Regions from separate parts of the Mus musculus genome. Here regions 1 and 2 are each linked to region 3. The links are chromatin contacts, called in public promoter capture Hi-C maps. All regions are on one chromosome and are shown on one strand. The core of a region is the stretch at or near the end of the contact, and the rest is flanking DNA. Distances in the headings are between cores, read along the strand shown.

What was found. Promoter capture Hi-C pulls out the DNA fragments that hold promoters and counts their contacts.
Region 1: a promoter capture Hi-C map of embryonic stem cells shows a contact between it and region 3, with 3 times the contacts expected there. The contact joins the enhancer-like site here to the promoter of Bicd1 in region 3. A contact is called at or near these places in 15 of 39 promoter capture datasets (the 3T3-L1 cell line, 3T3-L1-derived adipocytes, the C10 cell line and 9 more), 4 of 484 Hi-C or Micro-C datasets (the P5424 cell line, bone marrow-derived macrophages and embryonic stem cells), 11 of 115 datasets of contacts at active chromatin or transcription factors (acute myeloid leukemia, astrocytes, bone marrow-derived macrophages and 4 more) and 4 of 9 other capture datasets (adipose tissue, liver, macrophages and 1 more).
Region 2: a contact with region 3 is called in a promoter capture Hi-C map of pre-B cells, with 2.8 times the contacts expected there. The contact joins the enhancer-like site here to the promoter of Bicd1 in region 3. A contact is called at or near these places in 10 of 39 promoter capture datasets (the 3T3-L1 cell line, the C10 cell line, the HPC-7 cell line and 6 more), 1 of 15 datasets of contacts at CTCF or cohesin (large pre-B cells), 2 of 484 Hi-C or Micro-C datasets (bone marrow-derived macrophages and liver), 5 of 115 datasets of contacts at active chromatin or transcription factors (bone marrow-derived macrophages, embryonic stem cells and large pre-B cells) and 4 of 9 other capture datasets (adipose tissue, liver, macrophages and 1 more).

What each region holds. Positions count from the first base shown.
Region 1 is chr6:149,017,056-149,019,946 of GRCm38.p6, forward strand. It overlaps Dennd5b (DENN/MADD domain containing 5B), which reads right to left. Exons shown (of 21, transcript NM_177192.3): 12 at 2,286-2,367; 13 at 1-55. Among named protein-coding and RNA genes, the nearest start is that of Gm25539, 51 kb to the left of the region's middle. Within about 2 kb of position 1,591, at least 7 of the 459 cell types and tissues checked have an H3K27ac peak or open chromatin away from gene starts, as enhancers often do. A contact at or near this core is called in embryonic stem cells and stem cell-derived epiblast-like cells, where this site is marked.
Region 2 is chr6:149,038,855-149,041,706 of GRCm38.p6, forward strand. Dennd5b (DENN/MADD domain containing 5B) reads right to left here. Exons shown (of 21, transcript NM_177192.3): 6 at 2,662-2,852. It also overlaps the pseudogene Gm15781. Among named protein-coding and RNA genes, the nearest start is that of Gm23462, 34 kb to the right of the region's middle. Within about 2 kb of position 1,502, at least 23 of the 459 cell types and tissues checked have an H3K27ac peak or open chromatin away from gene starts, as enhancers often do. A contact at or near this core is called in bone marrow-derived macrophages and pre-B cells, where this site is marked.
Region 3 is chr6:149,407,333-149,410,264 of GRCm38.p6, forward strand. It overlaps Bicd1 (BICD cargo adaptor 1), which reads left to right and starts at 1,652. Exons shown (of 9, transcript NM_009753.4): 1 at 1,652-2,309. The coding sequence starts at 2,097.

The sequences.
Region 1 (2,891 bases), core at 341-2,840, 390 kb before region 3:
CCACGCCCGCGCCCGTCCAACGTCAGTCTTGATCTCAGTCATGTTCTGAATATGCCTAAAAAAATCACAGCCAACAAGCAAGACATTGTTTTTGCATTTAAATAATCTTGTTTTTATACAACTTATATGAAATACTTTTTCTTAAAACAATGCATCCACTTCAAATAAATCATAGTTAAAATAAAAACTCAAGATGACACGAGTCCCATGTGTCTTATGTCTTTCTGTTGCATGGATGACAAGCAGCATCCAGTTACATTGATGGGTGAAAGACCCAAAATAATTATACAATTTTAACATTTTCCCATTTTTAAACTGTCCTTAAAGAAAGTCATATGTAGAGAACTACACTATCTTTACAGTAGTCTAGGAGAGCAATCATGCCATCTGAGATAGACTCATGTTTTACAAAAAAAAAAAAAAAAAATCTGTTAATTACTGAAATTAGCAAGGATTTGCTTAACTTGCTCCATAGTCCCACATGACCCAGAAACAAGAATACACATGGACATACACAAACATGCATACACGAACATGAGTATACACATGAACACACATGCACACACACGTGCACACATACAAATTATACCAACAAAGTATAACTTTAAGAGAACTCAGTGACTTTTTGTTTGTTTTGAGACATGTTTAGCTCTGGCTCTTTTGAACATCATTATGTAGACTAGGCTGGTCATAATAAACTCAGAGATCTGCTTGCTTCTGCCTCCAAGAGTTGGGATTAAAGACATGTGTCACCATAAAAGGTACAAAAAGTCAGAAGTGTTACAATTATTTTCTAAATCACATATTTTTCAAGGCAGGGCTTCTCTGTGTTCTGGAATTTGCTCTGTAGACTAGGCTGGCCTTAAACTTGAGAGATCTACCTGCCCCTGCCTTCTAAGTGCTGGAACTAAAGGCATGGCCCTCCACTGCTGGTAGAAAATGCTAAATTTTAATACTTGTATTTTTTTAAGCTACAATTTGCCAGGCAGTGGTGGCTTGAGGCAGAAACAGGACAATCTTTTGAGCTCTGAGGCTAACTTGGTTTACAGAGTGAGTTCCAGGACAGACAGGGCTACACAGAGAAGCCCTTTCTTGAAAAACAAACAAACAAACAAACAATCATACATACATACAAAAATCTGTATCTTTCTGAGACCAATTTTCTGCTAAGTATCTGTTGCTATTTACAGGGTTTTTTGGTCTATATATGTATAGATAACAGGCATTTTAGAGACTTTTCAAAAATCCAAACAGGAGACATTGTAGTTTAGAAAACTCTTCTGCTCCACCTTCCCTTTTTATTTAATGTCAGAAAGAACAAAACAAAACAGCACAACAGTAAAACAGTAAGACTGGGGCTGGAGAGACTGGGGCTGGAGAGGTGGCTCCCTGGCTAAGGGTGTTTGCTGCTTTTGCAGAAGACTCAGTTGGTTCTCAGTGCCTACTAACAAGAGCTAACTACTAAGTCAGCTAACAACCATCTCTAGTTCTGGTTCTAGGAGATCCAGCTTCTGCGTCGTCTGAACTCTAGGGGTCACCAGGCGTGCATATGGTTTTGTTGCAGGATTTTCCTTGTCCAATTACATTAGGGCAGCAGGAGGCCTGTGATTGGACAGGGAAAAGGGAGGCGGAGCTAAGAGTTGCAGGGAAAGAGAGCATGGGGTGGGGGTGAGAGAAAGAGAGAGAAGGAAGGAAAAATGGAGGCAGATGTGAACCAGCGTGCCTTTAACCAGCCATAGGTAGTTATGAATATTAGAATATTTGGGATAAAGCTTTTATCGTTATCAATTGGTTCTGAAATTATTGTATTGGCATCTTGTAAACTGAGAATTTATTGATACATAAATCTGATTGGTTAATTATAAGGCTCAAGAATTTTGCTTTACTTGGTTACTGGAATGTGGTACCACCAAAAGTAGAGAGAACTAGTAGCTCCAGGGACAAGCGAGCCAGACGCTATGGGGGCTGGCTGGAGAGACGCTATGGGGGCTGGCTGGAGAGACGCTATGGGGGCTGGCTGGAGAGAGCTGCTCCCGGAGAGTTGGCGGGTTGAGAGAAGCAGGAGCAGGAGAGTTGGCGGGTTCATTTTTAATATTTCCCGCAACATGGTTTATGTATGTGTCCTTCCACAGGTCAACACTAATACTCATAAGATAAATATAAAATAAATAAATAAAAATATTATATTATGATGATACTTTCTTCAGAATATATAATCAAAAGGTATAGTTATTACTTGAGCAATATAGGTGAAAGCTACATTTATTACCATGTGTAACAAATACCTCATGTCTTGAATAAGAGAGACTCTGAGTGTTGGTAACATAACTCCTGAGTCAGATTTTCTTCTTTCTGGTCCAAGGGCAACTATGTAGAAAAATATTAGCAAAGTATTAGGACAATAACAGTAAGAATTTATACTTTAGTTGTTTTTTTTTTTCAAGACAGAATCCTTTTGTGTAACTCTGGCTGGCCTTGAACTCACATAGATCCACATGCTTCTGCCTCCCAAGTGCTGGTTCTGATGGGGTATAGCACCATGAGATTATAATATAAATACATCATGTCAGCCTTCCCTTTCCTCACTCTAAACCCTCCCATGTGCCTTCCACTCCCCACAATTTTGCTCTTTCAGAATCATGGACTCTTTTTTTTCATTAGATGTGTGTGTATTTTAAGATTTTATTTATTATTATATCTAAGTACACTGTAGCTATCTTCAGACACACCAGAAGAGGGCATTGGATCTCATTAAGGATGGTTGTGAGCCACTATGTGGTTGCTGGGATTTGAACTCATGACCTTCGGAAGAGCAGTCATTGCTTTTAACTGCTGAACCATCTCTTCAGTCCGTATATGTATTTCTAAATACATAAATACAACCTACTCAG
Region 2 (2,852 bases), core at 252-2,751, 370 kb before region 3:
CAACAGCAGCAGAAGCACACAGACACATAAGCACAAAGCCAGCAAGAATCCAAAACAACACCCATCTCTATGTTTGTTTCTTGGGGGGGGGGCTAAGGGATGAAAGAGATAACTGAGCCGAGCCTGGTGATACAGGCCTGTAACTCCAGTTAGTCAGGAAGTCAAGGAAGGACAGTCGTGGGGCCAAGGCTTTACTGTGCAATTTATTGAGACCATCTCAAAATTTATAAGTATAAACAGTGGTAGCATGCTTCTCTCTCATGCCCAAAGCAAGCACTGAAAACACATACACACACACACACACACACACACACACACACACACACACACACACACAGAGAGAGAGAGTGAAGGAGATATAGTCTCCTCTTACTTTTTCAAAAGTCTTTACATTTCTAGGGAACTATAGTCTTAACCTAATCTTGTTTTCAGACATGCTAAGTCTCTTAGTGATATTTTCACGAAGTTTACACAATTTCTGTGATGAGAATGGGATTATCAAGCTCCAAGAGGCAAAAAGAAAATCAATTTTAATTGGTAAGATTTTCCAGAGGCACATTAAGCTAAGGAATTGGTACTTAATTCCATTTTAAAAATTCTGTTGGGAAGAGAGGAATGAAAAATTCCCAGTGAGGTACTCATATAACTATTAAAAGCTTCACTTACTCTATCACCTCAGGTTCTAGAAATACAGAGGCACGTGCCACTTCCTGAAGAGACTCCAGGGAGTTGCCCTCATACATGGAAATACAGAGTGATGTTTGAAGACTATAAGCACTGCATAAAAGTTATCATTTAATATTTCTTTCCTTGATAATACCAAAACAGCTGTATTATTTCCATAACTGAACTATTTAGATGTAGATGGAAAGGTGAGCAAGCCATAGAAGCAGAGCAAGAAGAGCTTCTTAGCTGTTGTGCCCTTTAATCTAGTACAAAATTTGGTCTAAAATTAAAAGTGCCACTTGGGAACTAGGCATAGATGTATAAAACTACACAAATTGGTACATTTTTACATATTTGTTAGTGAATAAAACCACTAAAAAGATTAAGGCTTAGCTATTAGAAATCAGTCAGCTACCAAAAACTAGCTATAAAACCACAACCAAGTTCTTTAATCTTTCAGTTTCCTAACCCGTAGAATGAGAAGATATCAATGCATATATCCTGCCATTAAGACTACATGTAAAAAGGCACGTCAAATCAAACACTAGCATAATGACTGACACACAGGAAGAATTTGAATGCTGGCTTTTAGTATGATTATTGTACTGCACTATCAGACAAGAGCAAGAAAATTCCTCATTCTTTGAGGGAAACCCATGTTAGGGTTGAGAGACTCTTTCATTTGAATGCAAACATCCAGAGGTTTAATTTCAAGAAATGAAACTATGTAATTAACTACCACAAAGCTCGTAAGAGCTGTTTTAGTTATGTAAACTAGACAGAGCCTCAGACTTCCGTCTTTGTTTTGGTTTTACTTTAGACAGACTCCTTGCTACATTGCCGAAGCTGGCCTTAAACTCCTGATCCTTCGTGCTTGGCCTCCCAAGTGCTAGGATTTAGGCATGTACTACTATGCCCAATTTCAGGTTTACCATTTTAAGTTAATAGCTAGAGACAAGAGGTGATGGGTAAAAAAGGCAACATCAGTAGCAAGAGAGAAGTTAACATTTTTTTCCCCAACACAAGAAAGTAACAAAAATCTACATCTTCTTGTCAATTCAATTTATTATTATTATTTTTCCTGTTTGGGGTAAAGGAAAAGGAATGTCCATAGGAACAGGAATTCACAGGAATCTAAAGAAAAGTACAAAAACTTCTTGCTAACACGGGGATTATTCATGATGTCCCAAAATGAAAGTTAACTTTGTATCTTAGCGGTGGTGGCCCATGCCTTTAAAATCCAGCATTCAAGGAACAGAGACAGGCAAATCTGAGTTAGAGGCCAGCCTGATTTACAGAGCAAGTTCCAGGATGGCCAGAGCTACACAAAGAAACTCTGTCTTAAGTCTCCCTTCATCCCCCAAAAAAAGAAAATTAACTTTGTGTTGAAAAAGTCAGAGAGAGCAGGACGTCTGTCTTTGAATGTTTGTGGTGTTGACCAGCCCAGAGTGAATTAAAAATGGGTGATGCTAAAATAGGCAAGAAGATATTTATTTGTTCAGAAGTGTGCCCAGTGCCACACTGTGGATAAGAAAGGCAAGCATAAGACTGGACCAAATCCCCATGGTCTGTCTGAGTGGAAGGCAAGTCAGGCTGCTGGATTCTCTTATACAGATGCCAACAAGAACAAAGGCATCACCTGGGGAGAGGACACCCTTCCTGATGGAGTACTTGGAGAATCCCAAAAAGAATATCCCTGGAACAAAAATGATCTTCGCTGAAATTAAGACGAAGGGAGAAAGGGCAAACCTAATAGCTTATCTTTAAAAGGCTACTAATGATAATTCCTCTGCCTTATTTATTACAAAACAAACATCTCATGGATTTTAATGTACACCATAATTTAATTCATACACCAAATTCAGATCATGAATGGCTAACAATGTTTTTGTTGGACAGTCCTAATTTAAGTAAAACTGACTTATCTTAAAAGAAAAAGTCAACAGTTTATAAAAAGAAATGATTGTGCACTTAAAACATGTACGGTAAATATACCTGCTTCTTTTAAACTGCTGCATTTCTGATATATAGATGTCCGCAGGGTGGGTGCCCTTACATTATACAATCTGATCTTCTCAATCCGAGAATCAAAGACCCGAAGCAGAGGGTCTTTCTCTTCCCATTGAGACATGATCTTATTATCAATAAAGGTGGCAAACATCTGTGTTTCAATGAAGCGTGAAAGA
Region 3 (2,932 bases), core at 402-2,901:
TGGAGATGCAATCCTTTTTCAACACCTATAAGTGGGAGATAGTGGTTTCTATATCAGGGTTGTCATGATGTATCTAACATGCTTTGAAGAATGCATGACTCACTATCTCAAGAACTTTGCTCTTATTTAAAGGGTGCATTTTTTTTTTTTTTGCTTAGTAGAATATCATAAATACCTTCTAAGAGAAATTGCAGACTCATTTCCTTTACTGAAGAATCCATGTAGTAAGGCCTATATAGAACTATCTGGAAGAAATACAGTGCCCGATATTTCAACCTTCCTAATGCTGTGACCCTTTAATTCAGTACCTCACATTGTGGTGACCCCCAACCATTAAATTATTTTTGTTGCTACTTGATAACTGCATTTTTTCTACTGTTATGACTTGTAATGTAAATGTCTGATATGAGACCTTTGTGAAAGGATTGTTCAAGCCCTGAAGGGGTTTCTACCCACAGGTTGAGAACCACTGGCCTAGAGACTTACTGAGCACCTGCAGATGTTATACAACAATTTCCTCCCAGATAGAACAGTTCATCTTAACAGAATTTCAATATACAGGATGTTCTAAAGAGAAGTAAAACATTCCATCCTTCTAGGAAGCTCTTAAACCCAGGAAGTAAACAACTCAAAGGCTTCCGTAAATTCATGAAACTAATGAGATTCACTCCTTCCCCAAGGATATATAATCAGGAAAGCAGGCCGAGAGTTGGGACAGACATGCTTAGCTACCTAGGAGAGACACAAATCACCAGAGCTATGTGAAACAGACAGTCTCCAACCTACTGAGCTGCTTTCAAGTTGTGTAGTATGGTTCAGGTTTTCCAGTGTCTATGATCTGTCACCCCTGGGGTGGGCTTTTGGTGATGTAGATATTTTTGAGTCATTTCTGTTTCTGTAAATAACCCCTCACTTATATTCCTTTAAATATTATTTCAATAAAACCCGTTGGTTCATCAAGTTGGACTGTGGTGGTAGCCTTACTGGGGTGAATAGATATTTGTTCACATCTCTCCAGTAATTACGTTATGCAGTAAGGTAGTATGATGAACTAAGTGCACAGAGGCTTAGGTTGGGGGACAGCAAAGTTCTCTGGTAGAGTGTTAGGTGGACTAGACCAAATTAGACAGAGTCTGAGAAAGGAGGAAGGACTCCCAAGGTACATCTATCAAGCTTTGGAAAAGCAGCATTCTTGAAAGCACTAGCTCTGTTTGTTTTCTGTGGGCTCACTGCACTCCAGTAGGCTTCGAATTCCCACCTCAGAAAACTTAGCCCGTTGGAGGCCTTCTTAGTGTTCTGATCTTTCAGACACCAATCACCCTTTCCAACACCCTTGCCCTTTCTTCAGCTGCCCTGGCTTCCTCAGTCTAGCATCTCTTCTCAGATGCAGTCCTCTTCCATCCCCCAGCCTCCTTAGCCTCCACTTCTCTTTAAGACACCCATTTTCCTCAGCCTTCATTCCGCCTCAGCGCGGTTCCCCCTCCTCAGCCCTCCGTAGTCTCCCATCATTCCTCAGCTAGTTCTGGGTCCCTCTGCCCTCATCCCTCTTCAGCAGTCGGCTGTGCTGCGCTGCGAGGCTCGGTGGGGTTTTGGATTTGCTCCTCCCCTTCCCTACCTCCCTGCATTCTGAGTGGCTGAGAGGAAGAGGACCAGTTGGAGTCCGCATCTGTGTGCACTGGCTGCCGCAGGGCCCAGCAAGCAGGTGGAGCTCAGCCTCCCACGGAGCATTGGGCGGTGGACCGCAGTGACGCGGCCTGAGACATGGCGGCCACGCGCCTCTGAGGCCGCAGAACCGGAGTCTCTTGCTGCGCGAGTTGCCCCTTGGCCATGCAGCTTGGCTGCTGACTGCCCCGGCGCGTGGCCCGGAGGATCCCGGCTGCGGTCATCACCTTGCAGTCTCCATGCTGCAGGGTATATTCCTCCCATATTCCATGTATTCCTCCTCAGTGCTTCCGGCCGTGTAGCCGCAGCTGCCGGCCGGGCCTCAGGGCGCTCTACCTATTATTCATCAGGCACTTTTCTTTTCCATTTTTATTTTCATTCCTATTTGCTTCTCCTTTTCCCTTCTGCTTTGCGTCTATCTCCGCCACCCCGCTATGGCCGCAGAGGAGGCGCTGAAGACGGTAGACCAATATAAGACTGAAATAGAGAGACTGACCAAGGAGCTCACAGAAACGACCCATGAGAAGATCCAGGCTGCAGAGTATGGGCTGGTGGTGCTGGAGGAGAAACTGACTCTCAAGCAACAGTATGACGAGCTGGAGGCCGAGTATGACGGCCTCAAACAAGAGCTGGAGCAGCTCAGAGAGGTGAGCAACCCGTCTCCTATTTCCCTCTCCAGGTTTGGCATTTCTCAGTGCCAGTCATCACTGTAAAGAAGTCAGAAGGGATATGGCCAGAAGGACTTCATCTTAGAGCCCTTTGTTGATAAGAGAATATTGAAAGAGTCCATTGTTTTCACCAATAGAAAAATTACCCAAGAAATGAATGCATAAGCTGGAATGGGAAGCTCTTTATTATGTGGGGGAGGGAGAGTCACAAGAAGTCTTCAGGCATCCGTGCTGGCAGGTAACATTGAATTGGGTTGAAATGCATAAATCAAACTTCTCAAACTGCTGTTATTTCAAACCCAGATATCAATGACCATAATCCATCCAATTGATGAGGTTTGTGCCTGAGGACCTACAATTTCAGGATGGTAGAATTTGGTACTTCAGTCGTCTGCTGAGTAATTGCTCCTTGGTGAAATAGGAACTAGTTATTAGGACTCACCAGTCCCGTTTGACGTTGGCTTTAGTCCTTGTCATGGGGCTGTAGGAGCAAAACAACTTTGCTGGGTGGTTTTGCTGCCCTTAATTTCACCTCTGTGCAAGGCTGGGCTATGCTTATGTCTTATAGAAGGCACCCTGAGACTGAGGAAAATCAAAATCAT